2 separate regions of the Callithrix jacchus genome follow, and region 1 is linked to region 2. The links are chromatin contacts, called in public Hi-C maps. All regions are on one chromosome and are shown on one strand. Each heading gives the region's core, a stretch centred on a gene start, on an enhancer-like site or on the middle of the called end of the contact. The rest is flanking DNA. Distances are from core to core; before and after follow the strand shown. Region 1 has its middle 78 kb from the start of TRNAC-GCA. Region 2 has its middle 76 kb from the start of SPAG17.

Region 1 (2,719 bases), core at 173-2,672, 460 kb after region 2:
CCTTTTCTTAGAATAATTTATTTTTCCAATTTCACCAGCAGCAACTGTCATAACCAATGCAATTGTCATTGAATGAATATTTCCATGGTGAAAAATATGTATGTATAAAAGAAAGACACGACTCTCAGGCAAATGCTTAAGTGTTTTTTCTCCCTCTCCGCCATTCTCTACACCCACGTTACCAGCTTAAATCCACTATGACTATGCTTCTCCTCTTACAATAGTTAATTCCTCAGCAATTCACAATATAGCTTTCTTCTCATCGGTTGGGCAGCTGTGTGCCACACCCTGCCATTAATTTTTATAAGTCATGGATGTTGGTTTTTCATTTGCTATTACACATGGTTTTCTAATGCTGACACTGGTTAGTTTATTTCCCCTATTAGTTAAAATAAGTCAAAAATCATTCAAGGAGAAAATAATAGAAGGTTATAATTTCAGTTTGAGTCACATACAAGTAAAAACTAAAGTTAGAAAGCAAAGGCACACACTCTATTTTTCCATAAAATTTATTTCCCAAATCAATGCTGGAGCCCAAATCTCTAGGATTCTGCCCATTTCTAATGAAGGAGGAAAAGTTCCACAATGAGGACAGAACAGAGCCAGAAAGCATCTTATGGTCTTGAATAGAGAGAAACTTGAGGCAAACAGGAACTGGTGCCAAGCGTCTGTTATTGCTATAGAAATGCAAGTGAAGGCTGCTTCCAGGGTCTCAGCAAAGCAGAAGCCCCGGCTTATTATGAAGAACACTGTTACGGGGTCTCTGGACCGTCCTTATGCCAGTACCATGCCACTAACACGTGGACTGATTAAGCACCTTTTGCTGTAATAAACTCTTTGCTGAGCAATTTGTCTGATCAGAAATGGAAAAACTACATTTTTAACCAACTTATGATTGTCTCTTCTTGGACTTGAAAAGTAGAAATCCCTTAAGCTAAAAATTCCACATATTTTAAACAAAACAAATTTCTGGAATGATCTTCTACTGCAAGGAAGCCACGAAACCTATATTGTTCCATCACTTTGTAAACTTTCCTTCATAGCTTTATTCTGTGAACATTAGCCTTTCCACTGTAATGAGCCAACTGGAGTATCCAGCATAGCTCTGTTCAGACCCCATCAAGCCTAGCACTGAAAATTGCCTCGCTGAGTAAGGGAAGACCTGAGGAAAGGCATCCATAGACTTGTGAAAGCGTACAAGGGTACGAAGCCACATATGATCTTTAAACTCCAAAGTTTAGAGAAGAAGACTTAAAATCTCCTCGTCTCCTCACTTTTACAAATTGGAAACATAACGCCATAGTGGATATCTGTATTTGTCTGCCCAGTGTCCATTTCCTGTTCTACCGGTGTCAGATTTCACTCTCTCTCCCCCATTCTAAGTGGAACTGTACGGTTTGATACACAGGGATCCTTGTCCTCATCTTGCCCTCACCAAGACATGGGTACAAGAAGCAACTTAAGCCAACCAAGCTCTTTACCTCTAGCATCTAAATTGGGATCCAAGCCACCTCTAAGGTAGTGTCACAGAGGGACATTTATCAATTCCCGACTTCGAAGATCACTGCAGCTACATAGTCCCTCAGCCTGGTTACTCAACTTACCTTTGATTCTGTGAGACATCATGTATCCTTCCAAGAAATTCACCCTGCCTCACCCTCAGCTGCATCATAACTTGTTCCTCATTAGCCAGAGTTATTTTTAGTTCTTGCAACGAAAGAAGTTGATACAGAGACCTTGTCAAAGGTTGAGGAGAAAAATTCTCACTTGTTCACCTAAGACCATGCTGTATGCAGCACAAGGCTGGTTTTATAAGCAGGCAGAGCAGGTGGCCAGCTATGAAATGTAAATGACATACACACCCAGCCAAAAATTCTGCTCTTTAAGTTAACTCTACCTGAAATGCTCCCAATTTAGAATTAAGGGTGGTCCTCTTAAAATGAGCCTGTGACTTCATCGTTCTATGTCAAATTGATTACTTACTCTAATATAGAAGAAAGATAGGCTTTGCTAGATAGAAACGTGAGGAGACAAGCAGGTGAGACACAATGGAGGGGGCACTGAAGTGGGCAGTCTGGGACAATGAGAGGTGGCATGGAGATGCCTATTAGAAAGAGTGCCGCTGCATGTTCTCACTCACAAGTGGGTGTTGAACAATGAGAACACATGGACACAGAGAGGGAACATCACACACTGGGGTCTGTTGGGAGGTGGGGGTCTAGGGGAGCGATAGCAGCGGGGTGAGGAGGTTGGGGACGGATAACGACAGGAGAAATACTTAATGTAGGTGAAGGGGGGATGGAGGCAGCAAACCACCATGGCATGTGTATACCTATGTAACAATCCTGCAAGATCTGCACATGTACCCCAGAACTTAAAGTATAATAAAAAGAAAAGAACAAAGGTAAGTGCCACTCTGTGTCCCTGTGGCCTCGTGGCAACCTCCACTCTGCCTTAGGATTCCATCAGATGTTGCTGAAGTGTTGGCAGTCTCCACTCATGGGTCCTCCTGTCTCCACCACTCATGGGGCCTCCACCATTTCTCCTTCCCAAATCCACCTGTTTTACAGAGGCCCAGGATCTATTTTGAATATAACATTTTAGTCATTACTACTTTATCAACCTTTACCACCTCGACTGCAGGATTAAAAAAAGAAAAAGAAAATTCCTCAGCATGGCTTCAAAGGCCTTTTATTATCTTACTTTTCAACCTGTTTCT
Region 2 (2,969 bases), core at 137-2,636:
TCCCCAGCCCACTGACTCAAGTGTTAATCTCCATTGACAACACCCTCACAGACACACCCAGGATCGATACTTTGTATCCTTCAATTCAATCAAGTTGACACTCAGTATTCACCATCACAGTGACTATGACCTTTGTCACAGAAGACGACTAGAAAAATAGCCACGAGTTGACCTCGATACTAAGAGCAGCACTGATTCAGACATGGAATACGACGGAGCTCGTGACGGTTCATTTTAGCCACGAAGCATAAAGAAGTCCAGTGCAGGGTACACAGTCCTTGAAGACAGCTCTCAAGGATCTAGACACATTAAATGTCTGAGCCCCAGTCTCATTCCAGGGGCAGTGACAGGATGACGCTCCCCAACTTGAGGTTTTGATTTTTATGGTTCTAATTACCTAAGAAACTCCATATTACCATAAAGGTCAACGTCAGATGGCAGGGCTCCAGAAACATCACGGAGTGTTTCCTCGTTGCAGCAGCCACGCTTGCCCTTTCTCTCTTTTTATTTTTCTCATCCTCCTTTTTAAATAATAATTATCACACATATTAGTGCTTAGTATTTGCCACACATTAAAACAAGAGCTAAGACTACATGCTGTCATGTAATTCTCATGACTGCTCCGTGGTGTCCATATCATTTCACTGATTTTGGAGAGAGGGAAACTGAGGTTTAGAGAAGGATAATTAACACGATTTTCACAAATGGACACAAAGATAGTCACACACTTAGACAGCGTCAGAACAGGAACTTAGAGCACTCTGTTCGAACTCAAGCCTGTGCTGTTAGTGGCCGTGGTTCTGCGATGTAAGCACACATTCCGATTGTGTTGTTTGCCAGTTGTTCTAGACGCCTTCTCCCCTGGAAGATGGGGCCAGGTTTCCTAGCTGTTTGTTTGCGGATAGCACTAGCATGTTATGGGGTATCAATAAATACTTGGCTGAGTGGCACACAATCAGCTAGGGAAGGCCTGGTCTAAATTCACCCACCCATACAAATTGCAGGATTTTGCATCACTCTGCAGCTGATCTTATTAGGACAGGTCTTGTGACTGTCCCAGGCCTGAACACTCATAACAGAGCTCTCCTTGTCATCGTGACAATAGAAAGCAAGGGAAGGGAAAGCCATAAATTAGGCCAATGGAGGGAGGCGGAGGAAAATAGATACAGACTGCTGACAAGATTAATATGCAGTTGACGGGGAGTGCTTTCACACCAGAGTGCCAGCAAATAAACACAATTCAGAAAGCTCATCCCTGCCTTACCAGGGAAGGCAGATTCCTGAGCCAAAAAAAAAAAAAAGTGAATGAGCAAGAGAAAGAAAAAGAGAGGTCTGTGTGTGCACGGGGCCAGGAATTCCTCCAGCAGGATCAGATAGCTGGGGTATGACACCAGCAGAGTTATACATACATTTTCTGACCCCAAACAGGGACAGGAGAAGCAGGCACAGGCACTGCAGGGAAGGTGGGCTCCGAAGATACTGAGTGACGGCTGAGATCAGTGCCCTCCCTGGGCATAAGCATAGCCTTCCCTGTGCCACCAGCAGAGGCAGGTGTCATTTTCTGGGAGGAGTCAGCAGACCTGCCTGGCCCTTTTGTCTGGATTTCTGATGGGCTCTCCCACGCCCTGCTGTAATGAATGAGACCTCAGCGGGCTTCAGCTGAATACTTCATAGATGGGAATTAATTCTTCTTTTTTTAAAATTAGTTTAAACTATATGAGATGGGCATTTTTGTAAGTCAAAAGTGGCCAAATATTGTCAATTTCATATGGTTTCAGACAATAGTAAGGGCAGAGATTGTTTTTAAACTCAGTAATTGATTCCAGAATTGGGGCTCTCAGGCACTATGCTATACTGTCTCACCAATGATTTCCCATTACCCCGAGCGTAAATTTAGACTTCGACCTGGGCCTACAGGAATCTTCATGATGTGATCTTTGCTTAGCTGGTAACTCCTCTGTCCACAGCAACACCGAATTTCTCCCGGCTATTCAGCGATTACTTTGGTTTACTGATCTTTGATGATACACTTTCTTCTTCATGAAACACGACACCTGCTTCTCTTTCCCTGGATGTATCATTCCGTCCCTCAGGGTTAGCCATCATAGCGTTTATACTCCATCGGAAACTGCCCGAAGTGAGGAAATGTCGTCACCTGCCCTATCTGTTAACGACTAGATGAATGCCTGGCACGTAAAAGGATGAGTGAATGCATGGATGAATGAATGAATTACATGGATTACGTGAATGCCACCCTCCCTCTCACAAGACACACTCGTTCTACGGCAAATTAAACAGTTATCTGCTTTGACATCGATGTCCAGCTTCAGAACAACCCCCTGCAATTTGGCTGGAGCTGTGCTGCAGAGCTTCATGATACACGTTGAATGTAACAAGAGCACGAATTAAAACATTCAAGAACGTTCTCACATACCCTAAAGAACTCGTTCAGCTCTTCGTTTTTAATAATGTAAGCTTCTTATTTTTGCCTTTTTTTTTTCCTCTTGTTGGGGCCTGGTTTTTATTGGAAGAATTTTCCACAAGTACCACTAATGTAAACAAATAAAGATTTTTGGAGGCAGTTATCAGAACAGTTACAGATTCAAATGTGGTTATAAATGTTGGAACTGTTATTGCTAGTGACTGGAGAAGCTCAAATTAGCTTATTAGCTTTACTTAGCTGGATGTATACCACGTTTTTCCCGTGAAGAGAAAGTTATGGAAGAAAATGCCTCCTTAGCAGCTGATCATTTATAAGGATCGCACTTGCGACCGCCTTTTTCTACTGAAGGATGTTGGCTTAGGTCTGCTCTGTACAGACAGATTTTGTAAACCACATGTGCTGTAGAAACATTCGCCGGAACTGGGCAAAGGAGGTGTTAATAAGTTCTGTGACAGTAGAAGCCTTTGGTCAGATGCTGGTATTATCTGTCACCGATGCTGGGACGGGCACTCCTGGGCTAAAACTC

Evidence for each region. A called contact is a pair of places that touch in the nucleus more often than the background predicts.
Region 1: a contact with region 2 is called in a Hi-C map of skeletal muscle, with 4 times the contacts expected there. The contact joins two enhancer-like sites. A contact is called at or near these places in 2 of 3 Hi-C or Micro-C datasets (both in skeletal muscle).

Annotation. Positions count from the first base shown.
Region 1 is chr7:156,810,984-156,813,702 of calJac240_pri, forward strand. No RefSeq gene overlaps it. Among named protein-coding and RNA genes, the nearest start is that of TRNAC-GCA, 78 kb to the right of the region's middle. Within about 2 kb of position 1,423, at least 1 of the 16 cell types and tissues checked has an H3K27ac peak or open chromatin away from gene starts, as enhancers often do. A contact at or near this core is called in skeletal muscle, where this site is marked.
Region 2 is chr7:156,354,700-156,357,668 of calJac240_pri, forward strand. No RefSeq gene overlaps it. Among named protein-coding and RNA genes, the nearest start is that of SPAG17, 76 kb to the left of the region's middle. Within about 2 kb of position 1,387, at least 2 of the 16 cell types and tissues checked have an H3K27ac peak or open chromatin away from gene starts, as enhancers often do. A contact at or near this core is called in skeletal muscle, where this site is marked.